Linked DNA regions of Mus musculus: all the other regions are linked to region 1. Evidence: chromatin contacts called from public ChIA-PET, Hi-C and HiChIP or PLAC-seq data. All regions are on one chromosome and are shown on one strand. The core of a region is the stretch at or near the end of the contact, and the rest is flanking DNA. Distances in the headings are between cores, read along the strand shown. Region 1 has its middle 26 kb from the start of Mir7117. Region 2 has its middle 82 kb from the start of Gm36899. Region 3 overlaps Trio (triple functional domain (PTPRF interacting)). Region 4 overlaps Trio (triple functional domain (PTPRF interacting)).

What was found. Hi-C and Micro-C count contacts between places; a contact is called where the count stands out from the background. ChIA-PET counts read pairs in DNA pulled down with a chosen protein or histone mark. HiChIP or PLAC-seq counts read pairs in DNA pulled down with a chosen protein or histone mark.
Region 2: an HNF4G HiChIP or PLAC-seq map of pancreatic cancer cells shows a contact between it and region 1. The contact joins two enhancer-like sites. A contact is called at or near these places in 1 of 15 datasets of contacts at CTCF or cohesin (the NIH/3T3 cell line) and 1 of 115 datasets of contacts at active chromatin or transcription factors (pancreatic cancer cells).
Region 3: a contact with region 1 is called in a Hi-C map of Th1 cells, with 2.9 times the contacts expected there. The contact joins two enhancer-like sites. A contact is called at or near these places in 7 of 484 Hi-C or Micro-C datasets (the C10 cell line, CD4 T cells, CD8 T cells and 3 more) and 5 of 115 datasets of contacts at active chromatin or transcription factors (double positive thymocytes, effector CD8 T cells, pancreatic cancer cells and 2 more).
Region 4: a contact with region 1 is called in an RNA polymerase II ChIA-PET map of effector CD8 T cells, with 12 read pairs. The contact joins two enhancer-like sites. A contact is called at or near these places in 2 of 484 Hi-C or Micro-C datasets (bone marrow-derived macrophages and centroblasts), 3 of 115 datasets of contacts at active chromatin or transcription factors (effector CD8 T cells, large pre-B cells and pancreatic cancer cells) and 1 of 9 other capture datasets (adipose tissue).

The regions. Positions count from the first base shown.
Region 1 is chr15:27,595,084-27,599,275 of GRCm38.p6, reverse strand. It overlaps a transcript of Otulin not described here. Among named protein-coding and RNA genes, the nearest start is that of Mir7117, 26 kb to the right of the region's middle. Within about 2 kb of position 2,630, at least 254 of the 459 cell types and tissues checked have an H3K27ac peak or open chromatin away from gene starts, as enhancers often do. A contact at or near this core is called in CD8 T cells, the NIH/3T3 cell line, Th1 cells and 7 more, where this site is marked.
Region 2 is chr15:27,378,714-27,383,255 of GRCm38.p6, reverse strand. No RefSeq gene overlaps it. Among named protein-coding and RNA genes, the nearest start is that of Gm36899, 82 kb to the left of the region's middle. Within about 2 kb of position 1,520, at least 42 of the 459 cell types and tissues checked have an H3K27ac peak or open chromatin away from gene starts, as enhancers often do. A contact at or near this core is called in the NIH/3T3 cell line and pancreatic cancer cells, where this site is marked.
Region 3 is chr15:27,825,452-27,830,014 of GRCm38.p6, reverse strand. Trio (triple functional domain (PTPRF interacting)) reads left to right here. Exons shown (of 57, transcript NM_001081302.1): 28 at 1,657-1,749; 29 at 4,241-4,352. Among named protein-coding and RNA genes, the nearest start is that of Otulinl, 150 kb to the right of the region's middle. Within about 2 kb of position 2,909, at least 79 of the 459 cell types and tissues checked have an H3K27ac peak or open chromatin away from gene starts, as enhancers often do. A contact at or near this core is called in CD8 T cells, Th1 cells, double positive thymocytes and 3 more, where this site is marked.
Region 4 is chr15:27,783,282-27,787,356 of GRCm38.p6, reverse strand. All of the region lies in intron 34 of Trio (triple functional domain (PTPRF interacting)), which reads left to right. Among named protein-coding and RNA genes, the nearest start is that of Otulinl, 100 kb to the right of the region's middle. Within about 2 kb of position 1,871, at least 169 of the 459 cell types and tissues checked have an H3K27ac peak or open chromatin away from gene starts, as enhancers often do. A contact at or near this core is called in bone marrow-derived macrophages, centroblasts, effector CD8 T cells and 1 more, where this site is marked.

The sequences.
Region 1 (4,192 bases), core at 1,381-3,880:
TTCATTGTGTTCTAAAACTGGTTCATATATAAAATCAGCGTTGCACCCGGAAGGAGCCTGGACTATTTGAGTGGGCAGTGCCCAGAAGCGAGAGGTGTGAAAGGCCCTGTCATAGGCCCGGGGTTGGAGAGCTCTCTTGTGTGGCAGTCAGGTCTTTGAAGCTCTGACACTTTAGTCCTACCAGCTATAGACAGTCATCTTAAGATACCACATAGCAAAGCAAAATATCATTGATTAACTACAAGGAACAAGGTACGTCCATAAACCTTGTGACAGCCCTGGGGTAATACACCTGCCTCATGGTAACATGGCTGACACTGTGGAGTGCCAGCCCCTGCTGTGTGTACCCTGAATCTGCTCTGTGACATGAAGGTGATGTGGACTTCATTTTCAGAAGCTGGCTCATGCAAACCTGGGTCTTATACTGCAGGGAACCAAAGTCGACCTGGCCTAATGTTCTCCCGTTGCAAAAGCTGCCTGTCTTGGACCCACGGTTGGAAACCTGTGTTTTGGGCTTTTATAGCAATCACCACTGTGCATGACACAGGATTTCTGTGAAGTTATACACAATTCATACTGAGTAGGGTGTAGGAATGGGTTCTTCCCCCCCCCCCCCCCCCGGTCATTAAAGAATTAAAAGGCAGGAGAGTTTGAAAGTCAAAACCACAGTTTATTTGACATACAAGGACCTGGAGGAACCCTCTTGGGGTTCTTAGTCTCATTAAGAGTTTTATTAAAACATCAAATGGAAGCTCAAGGATAATTTTAGAAGAGTTTTAAAAGAAAAATCCCAGAGCAAGCAAGCTGTAAGTGTCGGGAGTTGCCTAGAGGAGAGGGGGGAAGAAGGAAAAACCATGTTACTCTGCAGCAGGCAGCCACGTGGTGGGAAGGGAGCGTTCAGGATAAAGCAAGGAACCCCCAGCTGCTAGGAACCCCCAGCTGCTAGAGAAAGCATACTTGGGAACAAAAAAGGGAAGGAGTCGGACCTTTTGGCATAGGGAGCAAGCTGAGCTCCATGGCAGCTTGGGCTCGGGCATAGGAATTCTGGGGAGCAAAAGTATCTCCTTAAAGGAATTTATTTTGCCTATCTCTTCAACAAGGCTGAAGTTGAGTCTGCCTCCCTAAAGGTGCTCCCACCTCCCTGCTGTGGTCCCTTGGCCCGGTGGTTGACCTGCTGGGTCACATTCACTCCTCATGTTGGATAACTTAGTGTTCGATTTTTGCCCAGACCAGAGATTTTTTACCCTCTTGAGCAGAAGGAAGAGTTTTCTCTTAGTGAGTCCTCACGGCTGCTGGGTTGGAGCAGTTCTGCTCTCATCCCCTCTCTCCTTGTACACTAAGGACTTCTTTTTCAAGTAGAAAGGCTTTCGGTTCTTGTCTGTGGTCTCAGCTTGTATATTGGTTGACATTGTTTGTACAGAAGTAGATGTCAAGTCTTGCTAATAAGTGCATTTGGAGTTACTGGCCCAGGTGAAAAGAGGTACTGTATAAAAGCTAACTCTGTCCATGTGTGTCTCCTGCATAAACCATCCAGTAAGTCTATCCACGTGTGTCTGACAGTCACCTCTAAAAGCGCATCTCCCTAGTCAGGTTTTGAGAGACCCTGTTTGATTGATTGCAAATGCAGGAGAGAAAGATTATCATTGGACCGGAAAGGCAGCTTAGTGATTCAGAAGGTTTGCTGTGAAATCACAAGGATGAGAGTTCTGCTCCCAGCATCCACTTAGTAAGCCCCAGGGGGCATGGGGGGTGTCAAAGGCCAGATTCGTGGGTCTTGATGGCTTCTAAGGGCCTCCATCTCAAAGGAGATAAGACTACTACTCGACAGGACACTTGGTCCCTCTTCTGGACTCTGTTGTGTGCACAGTTTGTGAATCTCCACACTAAAGTGTATATACGCAAAGATACACACTAAGTAGAAATTCTGAAAATGAATTACTAAGTTTTTGTAAGGTACTAGTTACAAGTCTGGCACCACTTGCACTTGGCAGAGAATTTGTTTCCTTGGATTTAGGTGCTCTTCCTGGTAGGGCACCACATCAGTTAACGGAGCTAACGACCACCCTTCTGTCTTGTGGTGGGGAGAATGAAACTTAAGGTTTCCTTGTCTTCTCATTATTTTCCCCTTTGAGATCAGACAGTAAACAATGCAGTGAGTTGTTTCCTGACTTGTAAAGTGGGGTTCGGGTTGTTGATTACAGTCCTGTTTGCCTCTTGTTTAGCTTTGGTGTGTTAATTTTAGTCACCAGCCTTTGAGCAGGGCACCCAGGCCTTTCTTGAGATTTCCACTACATCCTGTTTCATGTGTGGTTAGATCAGCTGATGAGTCACCTGATGTTTTGCCACTTCGAATGACAAAAATAGAGGCTCAGAATAACCACACAGAGAAGCAGCTCTCATGGTTTCCAGATACATTGCTGAAAACCGTGCTTTTTGATGCTTCAAGCTTTTTATAAAAGAGCCTTGTGTGAGGCTCTTGTGGAAAGGCAGACAAGACACTGGGTTTGCACAGCTAACACTGAAGTCACCTCACCTTCCCAGGTCCCACCAGAGATAGCATTATTATACTTTTGGTTATAAAAGTGTGTGACAGGCAGCATTGAAAACAACCCTCTCCTGGTGGAGCACAGAAGGCTTAGCTTGCCTGCAGTACCCTAAACCAGACACAAAGCAGCACATGGTGTTCTGGTCATGTTCTATTCAGAGCTTTACTGAAGCAGAAAAAAGTACAAGGAAACATTGCTCAGGTAACATCATTTCATTAGAAGAGGCCAGGTGTGGTGGTGCACACCTTTAATCCCAGCACTTGGGAAGCAGAGCCACATGGATCTCCGTGCGTTCAAGGTCATCCTGGTCCACATAGAGTCCCAGGACAGCCAGGGATATGTAGAGTGACCCTGTCTCAAACTAAAAATAGATAATTATAAGAATATTAGGATTTCCTATTTTGCAGCACATCTCTTGCTCTCGCTTCAGTATGGAGAGAAAGTTGCTGAATCTTGGAAAATGTTCCTTTCCCTTTGCCTATTTCAGAAGAAAATATTTTCAAACAGAGCAGTTAGGAAGGTGGGAGATTGGGGAACTAGAATCAGAGGGAGTCTTTGTTTCCTCTCTGAAACAGGCACACACACCCACTCACCTGCACTAAGGGAGTGGTAAAACTATTTATTAAAGATAAAATGCAGTCACTTTCCCCATGACCAAGGCCATTGTCTCAGTCCTGCCACATCCAGGAGGGGCTGCATTGCAAGAAAGCAATAGGGTCCACGGAGTTTAAAGTGCTTAAGTACTTAAGTAATTACTGCAGCTCAGAATAAGTGTTTTCATTTCTGAGGCCCTCTCTGAACATTTCCAAGCCAAAGCATGAGCGAAGGCCAAGAAACAGATGGTCCCAACCGAGAGAAGAGTGCCTTTGACTCCAGATGCCCAAGCCCAAGCCCAACACGGGCAGCAGGGAGACACTGACCAGCTCCAACCCACAGATACAAACAAGGCCTTCGCAGTGGAAGGATCCCTGGTGAGTTCCCACCAAGCCAACCGCAAGCCGCTCACACTCCCGGAGCCCTGCAGTGGGCAGGCTTTGTCCTTCCTGAGTCACAGCAGTCCTGTTTACTCAGTTCCAGGGGGCCTTAGAGAGGGCCTGTGTGCCAGCACCCAGTAAACAAGGGCAGAGCCAGCAGCAGGTCAGGTGTGCACTTAGAATGACCCTCGGTTGCCCCTCAGATAAACAGGCTTCTCTAGTTTCTCGGAGAAAACCCTCACTCTAGAAAGGCCATCCTAACTCAGTATTTTGAGGAAAACTTGTCTCCTGCCTCTGCAACTTTAGGTTGTATTTGTCGCTTAACCTTGAGAATGATCTTCCCACAGTCCTTGAGGATTTCACAGACATGGTCCTTTTCAGTTTGTTAGCTGAGCAATATGTTTAAAAAGAACACTCAGCTGCTGAGCTAGAAAGGCTGCCCTTAATGCTTGTGGAAAGAGGAGAAAGGCCCTTCCCAAGTCTAGGCCGTGGAATTCTTTGTTTGAATACAACAGTATGGCAGCTGTCTCAGGGTGTCAGGTGACAAAACAGGCCCACAGAATGTGTGTGGAGGAGCCTGTACTAGGAGGGGAAGGTCAGAACAAATCCCCCCAAACCGCAGCTCCATTGCAGAGGCCTGGGCCTGGCACTGCATTCCAGGGGCTCGGGACA
Region 2 (4,542 bases), core at 271-2,770, 210 kb after region 1:
CCCTGGGTGTTCTTTTATACTTCAAAGACATTGTGGGATTCCTGTTCCTCCCTCCCTTTCTCCCCCTCCCTCTCTCTTTCCCTCCCTCCCCCTCCCCTCTCCTTTATTCATCCATCTACTTCTCCTTCTCTCTTAAGATGTGAGTGGTTTAGTTGGACACACACTTCTTGTCATGTCACCCCTTGTCCTTACCTGACGTTCACAACAGTGGGCTGCCTAGTCTTAAACTTGAAGCAAGGACTCTGAGGTGAGTAAACCTTTTATTTTCATGAGTCAATTTCCTGAGCTATTTTGTAGTAACACAAAGTTGATATTAAAATGTGATTGACCATTCAGGGTAGACTGTGTTCGGAGGAATCACCAACTAAGGCCCTGTCCTGTAAGGCAGACTAGAAGGAAGGCCAGAGCCTCACAACGACACACAAGCTCCATCCAAACTCTGGAGAGTTGCCCCTTTGTGTGGCTGCTCACCTGAGAGTAAAACACATCTGCCATTTCAGACTTCTTGGTTACTCAGGTGGGTTAGTCATGACTCAGAGAAACTTAAATTCTATTTCCTGTTCTGTTGCTACAATTATTTTGAGATTTCAATGAAGATTTTCCCTTGGAGAGACATAAAGGATGGGTTGATGTCTCCATTTTTTTTTTTCAAGCTGGAGTTTCAAGCTTAATATGAATCCATTCATTTCTGTCCAATGTCACCTAAGAACCAGGTGGGTCTTTGGGATGGTCCTTCTTAGTCTCTGGAAATGTAAGTGAATCTCTAATGCCTTTCTAGGTGTTAGTGTGGACTCATCAGTTGGCATCCTGAGAACTCTGAGAGCTTTGATGGTGGTTAGGAGCATTTTTGGTTTTGTTTTGTTTTTGTTTTTCAAGACAGGGTTTCTCTGTGCAGCCCTGGCTGTCCTGGAACTCACTTTGTAGAACAGGCTGGCCTCGAACTCAGAAATCCACCTGCATCTGCCTCCTGAGTGCTGGGATTAAAGGCGTTGTACCACCACACCCGGCAGTTAGGAGCATCTTAAGAATGACATTTTACAGTTGTCTCTTTATTTGTTTATTTCTCCAACTAATCCATCAAAGTTGTCAAAGGGGATGCTGTATGCCATGGTTCTCTCTCATCTGCACATGGAATTTTGAATATAGGTTCTATGGGTCATGACCCCTTTGGGGGATCAAATGACCCTTCCACAGGAGTCACCTAAGATCATTGGAAAACACAGATATTTCTATTATGATCATGACAGCAGCAAAATGACAGTTATGAAGTAGCCACAAAAGTGATTCTATGGTTGGGGTCAGCACAACATGGGGAACTTTAAGGGTCAGTGTGAGGAAGGTTGAGAAACACCACTCTATAGACTCTGGGGTAAAATTCTGGTGATCTCTAGTTAAAAACTTAAGTCTCCCAGACTGTGTGCCTCCCTTTAATCACAATGCCACACTCTGGGTTGTGGTGAGGATTCAATCAGCCAACATCTGGAATGTGTTTAGCCAGTGACTCGTACATAGAAAGAAGCCATTCAGTATGGAAGATTACTCATCATCTCTGGCATCAACAGTAATACAGCACCAAGCGAGAAGGCTGCATATGGGATACCAGTGTCTTTCTACTGCAGTGTGGTAAGGCAGAGAGTGGAAAGACAGCCCCATTAATAGTCCTTTCATCCTTATCAAATATTGATTTTTGGGAACTATGAACAGAGGCAAGGTTTTGAGGTATGGATAAAACGCCATCCATGGTTAATAGTCTTTCACTCTGTACCCATTGTCTGATTTTCAACTAAACTGAGTCAACAGTTTCAGTGAAAGACATTGAGATGAATGCAAACAGCCACCTGGGGAGCTGTACTAGATAGTCAACAGCTGGAGTGAGTGGTCAGGAGGATTCTGGTTGTACCTTCCAGAGGATTACAGAAAATAGTGAGCCTGGGGGGAGGGTCTTGACAAGAAAGAAACTGTGTCAGAAACCTCATTGCTATGTTTTCCTGGGCAACTTGCTGACTGTTGGTAGCTTCAGATGGAACACTGAACACCGGATATCAGTGTTCCATGACACCTGACTGTATAGGGAGTTTTCCTATCTGTCCCTTTAAAGGGGGAAATGCCCATCTGATGAAAAAGAGCGTCAGTGGGTTTCTGTTCTGGATGCAATTTTCTAACTATTTCCTTAGTAAATAAGACAGATGTTTGTTTACTTTGTATCTTCACCTACAAATTCAGTTTCGGGGCAGCTGTTCGTAGTATATGTAACTACAGCCAAGCCAGCATGCAGAAACCTCTCCAGTGTGTTCAGTCTCCTCTAAGAAATGTCTGAGACCCTAAAAGCCTTTCTTTTATGCTGAACCAATCTTCTGGAAAGTTCTTGGTGTGGGCTGGCCTGCCTAGATTGTCCTGTAACTTGCCTCCGAGCACATTTCTTCCTTTTTTTTTTTTTTTTTTTCTAGCTCAGCTTAGAGTTAAGTATTTTGGGCTTCACTAATTTTTACACTTGAGTGGCCATTTAATGTGGCAGCAAGAACGACTCATTGTGCTTATGACAAAGCAGAAAAACTGTCTAGAAAAATATCTACTGGTCATTTAACCATGAGCCATGATTAAGACTTACCCAAGTGGAACAAAGGCCAGTGACTCTTAAGAGGTGCACAGGAGGAAAAGCACTCAGCATTTCCTAGCAGTAACGAATGCGTACAATACCCTCCTCCCTTTTTCACTTTTTTCTTGCTGTGCTGGGACCAGATTCAGGGCCTCTGTGGGTGTTAGATGGGTACTCTACTTCTAAGCTACATGTCCAACCTACCTGACTTATCTTTTAATTTTCTTTTTCTTCTATAGTCCCTCTTTCTCCACTTCCTTCCTTTCCCTCTTCCTCTCCTTCTTCCTCTCCCCCTCTGCCTCCCTTTCCCTCTGCCCCTTCCCCTCCCCCTCCCCTCCTCCGTCTTTCTCTCTTTCTCCCTTCCCTTCCCTTCCCTTCTCTTCCCTTCCCTTCCCTTCTCTTCTCTTCTCTCTCTCTCTCTCTCTCTCTCTCTCTCTCTCTCTCTCTCTCTCTCTCCTTCCTTCCTTCTTTCTTTCTTTCTTTCTTTCTTTCTTTCTTTCTTTCTTTCTTTCTCTCTTTCTTTCTTCCGAGACTGGTCCTACAATGTGTTGATATTCTGTCTAAACTCCACACCCATAGTTACTGGCAACAGCCAGGTAGGCTTGGCCTACTATAAAAGGAGCTGCTTGGCCCCTTCTTTCTCTCTTACTCTCTTGTCTTTCTTACTCTTGCTTCCCACTTGCCCCCTTTCTCCCCTATTCCCCTCCCCCTCTCTCCACATGCTCATGGCTGGCCTCTACTTCTCTACTCCCCCCCTTTCTCTACCTCTTAACTACCCCCCAATGCCCTAAATAAACTCTATTCTCTACTATACCGGTATGTGTCTGGTCCCTCATGGGAAAGAGATGCCTTGACATGGGCCCACTGAGGCACCCCTTCTCCCAAAGCCCACCAGAAGATATTCTTATAGCTCTTTCTCTTTTTATGATCACAAACCATGTAGCCCAGGCTGGCCTAAAACTCACAATCTTCTACCTCGTCCTCCTGAATGCTCAGACTCCAGACAAGCATGCCACCACATACCCAGCTTCTTTATAGGTTTCCTAACTTGTAGTTTTTACTTTTAATATAGATAAGGTGGAGATCTCTGATAGCCGCTAGCCTTTCATTACGATTTGGAATTTAGAAAGATAACAGTAGGTATTCCTCTCATTGAACATTTTGTTCAGCTTCCAAGGGAAAATTAACTTCTCGCAGAGAGCAGTGTGGCTTGAAGGTACAAGGAAGTGAAGTGTACCTGCTGTAATATCCTGAAACAGGTACCTTCATGCCCTCTGTCTCCCCAGGCCCTCTGCATGAACGAAAAGAACACATTTCATAGAGGATGTCCTCCCCTGTGCTCAGAGACCAGGCACCCAGAGTTACAAAGGGCATTTCCTTCATTTTCTTTGTAAAAATACAAACCTATCATATAGAATCAAATGTACCTTTGATCTTAGACATTTTCCTGGGTTATCTTTCACTTCTCAGAATCCACGATCACTCAGTAGTCTGGAAACAGTGACGTCAGCTTGATTGAAAAATAACCTACTGAGTTTGTTAGTGTGCTCTTATTCAGCCAGCAATGCCTGGGAATGAGGTCCGTGCATGTTTACTCTGGTTCAGTTCCATTAGGCAATAATAAAAAATAATAACAGCTAAGGCAAACTGAAAGCCTGAATCTATTTGACGGTAGGAATAATAGTGCCCTTGACTCAGAGGTTTTTCTTTCTGATGTTGCAGTCTCCAGAGACCTGTATGATCCCTAAGTACTCAGAGAGGCAGTGACTAATAGATTGCCTGTCTTTAAGTCCCCAGCCTGACAGCTCCTTACATCTGTCAAGTTAAATATAGTGTGGTTGCTTCACCTTGCTCACCAACATGACATTTATCAAGTCTCATAGAGGTGTAGCTTGGAGAGATGACAAGATCCCTTTTAGTTAACACTGTCCCAGAGTTGACTAAGA
Region 3 (4,563 bases), core at 1,660-4,159, 230 kb before region 1:
ATAATGGGATATTCATTTATGTTTTTGTTACATTGTATTTAGTGTGTGTACGTACATGTATGTTGTACATGTGTTCACGGGCTCACATGTATGTAGATGAGAGGACAACATGTAGGACTTGGGTCTCTTCTTCCACTGTGTGAGGCCTGGAGATGAAACTTGGGTCATAAGGCCTTAGAGCAGGTGCCTTGACCCGCTGAGCCACCCCACCAACCCCTATTTTGGGATTTCTTATATGTTTTATTTAACTATTAGAAGTCACATATCTATAAGACCCTTAGATCTTTAACATCGACATATTTGTCATTCTTTATGTCTAGTCATTAATTTTATATACAAGTTCATGTATAAAAGAAATACACTTATTAATCTTGTGAATTTCCCAAAGAGATCTATCAGTAAAGCCCTGCCAATTTGCCTGCCCAATCAAGAAGATGTTCAATTATATGCTTGAGTAGACTTAGTATGGGCTATCTCTTTTTCCAAAGATATGTTGCTTGTATAGTGGGGGGTGGGGAAAGATGCACAATATTACTAAATGTATCCTTGGTTTCAGAACTAGTCTAATAGGTGGCAGATTGTGGCTGGAGAAAGGTACTGTGTACCCTTGGTGCACAAGGCCATAGAAATATTGGACTTAACTTTCTGCCTTTATAGTTGTACACGTTCAATTGAGATAATCTCTCCTGGGAAAGTCTGGAAGCTGGAGTAAACTTTACACTTTCTGCTTTGGGTGGGGACCTGCCTGTGGAAGGCCTCTCTCCAGCTGTGGATAGCCCCGCTCCAGCTGTGTTCTCAGGGGGCACTCAGTCTGTAGCGATCCCTTGCCTGATGCTGTCTTTTCCTTCTAATATTTCACATGCCCTACAGCACCGTAGCCACATGCAGGCTATAGAATAGAAAGCCTACGCAGCAAGAATGTCTGTGTAGCCAAAACTTGGTTTTAAAAACCTTGTTAAGCTAACAAGATGGCTCACGATTAAAGGAGAACACCAACCCCACAAGTTGTTCTCTGGCCTTCACACAGGTGCTTAGTCATGTGTTTGGCCCCCAAATAAATAAATAGAGTCTAACTTTCAAAAGCCCTGTGTGTTTAAAGAACTTTAAGGAATAAAGGAAGCATACCTGGCAAGTTTCATAGTCACTCGCCTTGGGTGTGCATTGTAAGGTTACTTTGATTTTTAAGGGGGTTTTTGATTATACTGTCCTCCATCCTTTGGGCATCTTGTGCCCACCCTTCAGTTATATCTTTCCATGGTAACAGGCATTACAGAACACCCTTCACGTGCTCTGCTATTCACTGATGAGCAGTATGCAGCGCTGAACTGCGTGGCTGGGCTCCTTGCCTTCCTATGAAGACGCTAAGCGCAGCCTAGGCTTGTAAGCAGTGTTATTGCAGGAGAGGGGCACACACCAGACATACTGTGGATCTGTATCCCCTCTTCTGTTGGTGTTCTGCTAAGTCCCCTGCAAAGTAAACCTGTAGACTTGGAGAAGTTTGTGCTGATATTTTCACATGCTTTAAGAAGAGAGGGCTTATTATTTCATCAGAAACAAACACTTGTCATTAATGTGGTACTGTGCCCATGTTTAACAGTAATGACCCTATGATAAAGCTTCCCTTTTTTTTTTTTTTTTTGTTTTATTTAAATATAGGAGATCCAGCAGCGGCATGGCTTAGCCAATTCCATCTCTTCCTACCTGATCAAACCAGTTCAGCGGATAACAAAGTATCAGCTCCTTTTAAAGGTGTGTATGAAACATTGTCCATCTGCAACATCACACCCTGTGTTGATATGTATCCCCTGGGCACATGTGTCTGTGGTTTCCATCTACCATCGGCAACATCACATCCTGTGCTGATATGTATCCCCTGTGCACATGTGTCTGTGGTTTCCATCTACCATCGGCAACATCACATCCTGTGTTGATATGTATCCCCTGGGCACATGTGTCTGTGGTTTCCATCTACCATCGGCAACATCACATCCTGTGTTGATATGTATCCCCTGTGCACATGTGTCTGTGGCTTCCTTCACTGACATTTCTTGGCCTGTCCAGCTTCTTATTGAAGCAGATACCTAAGATCATATCCCCTAGTTGTACCCTGAAGGAACTGGCTGGCCCTTGTCTGCAATGTAGAATGGTATTTGACTGAGAAATAAGTTCCTGGCTCTTGGACCTTTAGCATCCTCAGACTCTGGTGCTGAGACCCCGACACAGCACCTGTACATGTTTAACCCGCAGCAGCGCTGATTGGAAAGTCTGGAGACTATCTGCCCTGCGTCACAAAAATGCTCAGAATCATTGCTGATATGTGCCAGCATTGAACCCATACCTGGCTGATGCGCAGGTTTTCCATGGACTCCGGAACACTCTGCCCTCATGCCGCTCCCTATGGCTGCTAGCCATTTTATAGACCATGTCCCTACTGATCCCAAGGGCTTCTGCTTTTTGTTGCAATTAAGTAGATCTAAAATTGCCCTTGCAAAAATTTAAGTCTGATTATTTTCAACAGTAGAAAGGGGAACAAACTTACCACAGATGCGTTATGTCGTTAATGCATGTTTGCTTGCTGCATTAAGAGTCATTTACAACTTTTGTCTGGCAAAGGTACTATATTTCCTCTGCCGGTGAAGGACGCGCTGAAACATTAGCGTGTAGACTGTCCACTAATCCCAGCTCTGTCAGCTGCTGCCCTGGGCGTGCAGTAGGACACTGAAGCTTAAGGGTGTCTAAAGCTCTCTCAGTAAGAGAGACCTAGCAACTGTAAAACATGGCTGTGTTCTTTTATACAGATGTGTACTATCAAGAGACCTTTCTATCTCGAAAACCCTACTACCACAACCCCCACCTCCTTTACACACAGTGCAGTGCCAGGGATCAAACCAGGGCCTCACACAAGTTGGGTGAGCACTCTACCACCAAGCCACACCGCACCTCCTCTCCTGTACTTCTGTATGACAGTCTTACTCAGTGACTAGATAGCCATCACTACACAAATCTGCTGCTGCTGTCTGTGAGCATGGCGTAAGCTGGGAGGCTGGGTTTTGCTGGTTTGCATTCAGGTCTTGTCCCCTTTGCTTCCTAAGTCTGCACAAGTGCCTTGTCTCACCGTTGTCCCTTGTTGCCCTCAGAACTCAAGGCTTTGTTCTCAGCTTCTGTGTCCACTAAGATTACACTTCTACTTGTAAATCTTTCTCATTTTCCCCAGAAACTCTGCTGGGAACAGTAGTAAACTCCATCAGACCTCCCCAGTGGGAAGGCAGTCTGCACGGAGGGAGTTGAGGCACATTGTACTTGTAAGGCAGTTTCTGCCCAGCTCCTCAGAAGCATACACATCTGATCAAACATGAAGGTGCCCATCAGATGACTGAGTTCTCTAGACCAGGGGTTCTCAACTTTCCTAATGCCTGTGACCCTTTAATACAGTTTGTCATGTTTCAGTGACCCCCCCCCCCCCGCAACCAGAAAATTTGCATTGCTACTTCAAAACTGTAATTTTGCTACTGTTATGAATCATAATGTAAATATTTTTGGAGATAGGGGTTTGCTGAAGGGATGCTATCTACAGGTTGAGAACCACTGCTCTAGTTCCCCCTCCCCCAAGCTGATGACCACACTGCTCTGAACCCCTTGGGAATCATATACACAAGATTGTTGTCACTGTGACCAAGAACGGTCTGGCACCCATGAAGGAATACCTGAGAGAGACCCATCAGGATGTAAGCTTGTGTTTCCTGCTGTCCTACTCACGGGGGAGCTGAGGAGCTTCCAGGAAGTCAGGAAGTAGCATGACACACATAGATACCCTGGAGATGTGTGGTAGCTTGTAGCTAGTACCTCCCTAAGGAGCCTGCACAGAGGAGTGGTCTGTGTTGTGTTGCTATTCTGATTCAGGGTCCAGCCAGCCCCCGACATTGTGGGATTAGCAGGGCAGGTAGACTGTGGATGGCTGTCACTTGTCACAATTCCATATTCCTTACAAACCAGTAACATTTATTTTCTCATTTTGGAGATGTGGTTGGCAAGGCATAACAACTTCTTTCAGAACGGCGACGGGATCTGACTTCCTCCAGGTCCTCATTCAAGTAGATCAGACACTGTTGCCTATGTGAACCTGAGTGATTCCCTTTTTGTTTGTTTCCTGAGCACCGTGAGCTCTCATGGATTCTGCTGAGGTGTGGCTGGCAGAGCGTTTTGCAGTCCTTTGCGAGTTCACGGTGTTGATCTTCTCCAGGAGCTGCTCACATGCTGTGAGGAAGGAAAGGGGGAGATCAAAGATGGCCTGGAGGTGATGCTCAGCGTGCCCAAGCGAGCCAATGATGCCATGCACCTCAGCATGCTGGAAGGTAACCGGACACACCGCGCCCGAGGCGTCCCCCTCCCCCCTCTGTGCACAGCACTGTCGCTGATGCTGTGTGAGTCAACTATCACACCGCCATCACTGATGCTGTGTGTGAGTCAACTATCACAGCACCATCACTGACGCTGTGTGAATCGACTATCACAGCACCATCACTGATGCTGTGTGAATCGACTATCACTTTCTGGACTTGGTAA
Region 4 (4,075 bases), core at 622-3,121, 190 kb before region 1:
CCAGGCATCTGGCAACACTGAGCATCCAACAAAATGATCTCTCAGAAGCTATTATCTTCCTACCTAGGATTCCAATCCTGGCCTGGTTGTCTTTCAATATCTGCCAGTACTTGCCTCCAGACTCTGTCCACATCCACCCTTTAAGATAGGCAGCAAGATGTGGAGTCAGGACGAGAGCTGCTGAGACTCACTGGACCCTTATCATTCCCTGTGAGCTTGACTGAAGAAGGATCAGTTGTGGGTAGAGGGTCTCCCAGTGAAGGAGGCTTATCCTAGGTAAAGGGGGTACTGAATGGGGCAAAGTGGTCCTGCTTGCCTCTGGGTGTCCTTGGGAGGTCAGGGGAAAGAGCAGAGCTATCTTTGATTTATGGGCCCTTAAGGAGGTAAGTCCTGACCCTGTCTGTGGGTGTTGAATTTGCTGCTGTAAGCATGGTTTTTCTATAGCATTCTTCATAGTTTCCGTTCACAAAGCTGTCATGGACATTTTAAGTCACTGGCATGTGACAGTGGATGTTTTTATCCCATTTGTGTTAATTACATTGTCCCAGAGTGGTCCTCCTTGAGAGGTGACGCCCTCACTTTGGGAAGGCTTGTGACCTTGATCTGCCCATTCGGGACACTGGGCAGTGGCGTTCCTGTGGCGGGAAGATGCACGTAGATGAGGCATGAGCTCACTTGATTAAAAATAACTGATGCAGAAAAAAACAATTGGTAATGTCAAAGTCTGATGCAGAGTCTGGACCACTAGGGAGCCCTGGCCCCTGTGCCATGGAGATTACCTCATCTCCATGAACTTGGTCATCCTCGACTGCAAAGCAGGAGCACCGACCGGTGCAGCATCCCTCCCTCCTGGCAACCCTGAGCGCCCCAGGCGGTTCAGCGAGCAGCTGAGAACAAGACTTGGATCTTGAGGCAGAGCAGCCTCTTCCTATAGAGGGACCTTTGAGTCCTAGAATATTTAGTCCTTTAAGAATTCTTACTACAGGAAATTACTAGACTTCTTACTTCATAATGAAGGGTGATTGTGCTATTATTCCCTGCACACATTATTATTTTGATAATTGTTAAATTACTAAGAAGTTTTAAGAGATAGTCTCAAAGTCAGCACTAAGTTGACGTAGATTCTGAAAGAAAATAAAATACTATTTCACGTTAAAGGGTGGATAAAAAACGATGGAAGTCCAGTTTGTCCCTCCCACATCACTCAGGACAGGAACTCCAGATGCCTTTCCCAGCATGATATCAGGATGATATTTTAATATCCACTGGTTCTTCCTCTGCATTGATTACAGGAGATCAAGTATCCATCAGGCTTGAGCAGAAAAATGGATTCGGACTCCTAGCCAGGAAATACATTTTAAAGCAGATTTTTTTTATGCCTGTCAAGAGTACCATTTTATACACGGGCAAATATCTGGGCATTGCGCTTTGAGGAAAGTGAATGGGATAGCACGGTGCTACAGGGAGCCGATCGGTTGGGCTTGGCTCCTGTCCACAGGGGCGGATCTCACTGCTGCTGCTGCAGTGTGGAACCTTACACAGCTCTAGCAGGAGAATGTAAACAGTTATCAGGGAATGCAATAAGGAGAGGTCAAGTGAGGCTGAGACAGGACTCTGGTTCCGTGCCAGCCTGGGCTACTTAGCTTCTATTGCTGTTTTTTTCTTAATGTTTACTTTTTCCTTTGAGAATTTCATACGACATTATGTTGGTCATATTTCTCTCCCTCCCCCAGCTCCTCCCAGATCTCCATACCCACCCAGCTTCATGTTCTTTCTCTCAAAAACAAAAACCCATGTCTGTGTGATTGATATGCCCAGTATCACACCACTGAAGAAAACAGACTTTCCTGTAGCTATGAACCGTGAAGAGTTTCCTGGCAAGGGGAGGGACTTCCTGCCTCACTTCCACTCCGCTGTGCTGGGGTTTTCCTATACACTGTCTTAAATAAACCCTTGGTAACTCCAGCAAGTCTTGTATCAATAAGATGGTGGCTGTTGAGGCGGCTCAGGCTCGTTCTGAGTTAGCTACTCCCTTTGGGACCCAGCCCAGCACTCTGCATATCTCTTAGTCTGCATCAAACTGTGGAAGAGTCCTTCCTAACAGTGAACAGATCCACACAGTAAGCACTGAATTTGGTTTCAAATCTTTTCGAACCTGTTCTAAAGGATGGAAACACAGGATATTCAGCTCAGTGTGAATAAACAAATACCAAAGTGTCGCCGGAGGATTGTTTCAGCCATGCAGACTGGCTGTTTCACATTAACGATTGAGCAGTCTAAAGTCTCTCTCCAATTTTCTCCCACTTACATACCACCAACTCATTCAAAGTTTACAGCATGGTGCATGTGCGTGCATGAGTGCCCCAGGGACCAGTTCTGTGGAAAACAGAACCAGTGTTCTGTCTCTCCTCACTCTACGCATGACCTTGGATATATGTCCTTGTGAGAGCATGGTCTGTGGTTCATGGCACCTCCCCCCTCCTCCCATACACCCACCAGCACTTCAGAATTCTCATTGAAATTTGTTTATTGATTTTTTTAAGCGAAATACATTTATAAAACTATTTTGTTCTCTCACTTTTGTGGGAAAAGGTTTTCCATGCTTGATGGAAAATACATCCAGGAAAGAAATGCTGTGAAATTACATTTAAGGTTACAGCTGATTTTACAGCACATGTAGAGTCCTGAGATATTAGTAATCAGCCATGGGACTCTCCTTGCAGGGAGCCCTAGCCACCCCGAATTGACTTTTCCAGACATCTTGCTGGTGAGCTGCAATCTCTCTTTGGTCTATCTTTGTAAGGAGAACACAGATTTATGGCTTTTCATTCTGAAGAATTTCCTCCAGGTGCTCGGGGTTGGCCTCTGGGGTGAGTGAGCAAGTCCATAAACACGGGGAGCTTGGAGCAATGAGCTCTGGAATCTGTCCAGGGAGCCCCTATTTCCTCTTCCTGCCCGCAGGCATGGGGGTGGGGACTGGGCAGCCACAGCCCGGAGGCTCCGGTTAATTTCTTGCAGTTCTCTCCTAAGACCATGCGAATGTGAAGGATTGGCTCAGGATGCCCAACTATAACAACCGGAAAACCCCCAGGGAATAGAAGCAGCTGAGCATCCTCACATCGAGCCCTGAGTGACTGGATGTGTGTTCCTCTAGGCATCCTGTGTGCAAGTCCATGTCTTCCTCATTGACACCTTTTATTCTCAGAAGCACAGCTGAAAACGCCTCTGCGTGCCACCTTGTAGTCAACTCTACTCCTGTAGTGAAAGTAAGAACTCACAACTGTTAGCTGGGACGCGCAACTCGGTGGAGTTCTAAGGCCACTTCCTTTTCTCTTCTGTCTCCTTAAGCTGGCGGGGCCCAGTGGCACCAAAGTCCTCTCTCAAACTGGCACAGAGAAGAGGGATATGTTGTGCTTGTGGTAACATGGGAGCTGACAATTGAATGTTTCTCCTTTCGTCTCTCTCTTCATCTAAAAAGGAACACAGCACAGTGGCTGTCCTCATCCTGTTCCGTCCCCAGCCCTACGCAAAGGCTGCTTGATTGCTTCCTGTGGCTGCTTGCTCCCTGGAGGTGGCAGTGCCGCCTTATCACAGGGGCACTGATTAAAGCCAAGGACAGGATCCTGCTTTAATTGGTGTTCCTAGCAGAGGCCGTCTTTCTCATTCCCTTTGTCTCCACGGCTGCTTTGTTTCGTCCTGGAGTAACTCCAGGCCCCTCTCCTTCCCTCTCACCAGTGAGCACTAAGTAGCTTGGATAGCTCAGGGAGGAGTTCTTACAGGAGGACTCTGTTGACCACGGGAGATTCTTATAACAGCGCGTTCTTAGAAAGCCTCCTGCCTGTTCCCTGAGGCTCCAGAAATGGGACAGAGAGTTTTCAGCTGCTTCAAAGAAAGGCACCCCAGCCTGTTCTTTTCATTCTTTGGTTTGTGCTGCTGCTGTTTCAGTGTGTGACCGTCCCCTCCACCCCCGACCCCCGCGAGAAATAGGGGAACTAACGGTACTTAAAAGTTCCTAAGTAATGACCAAAGCAGAAGTATGCCATTTTGGCCTAGGAAAGAGGTGGAAAGCAAGATG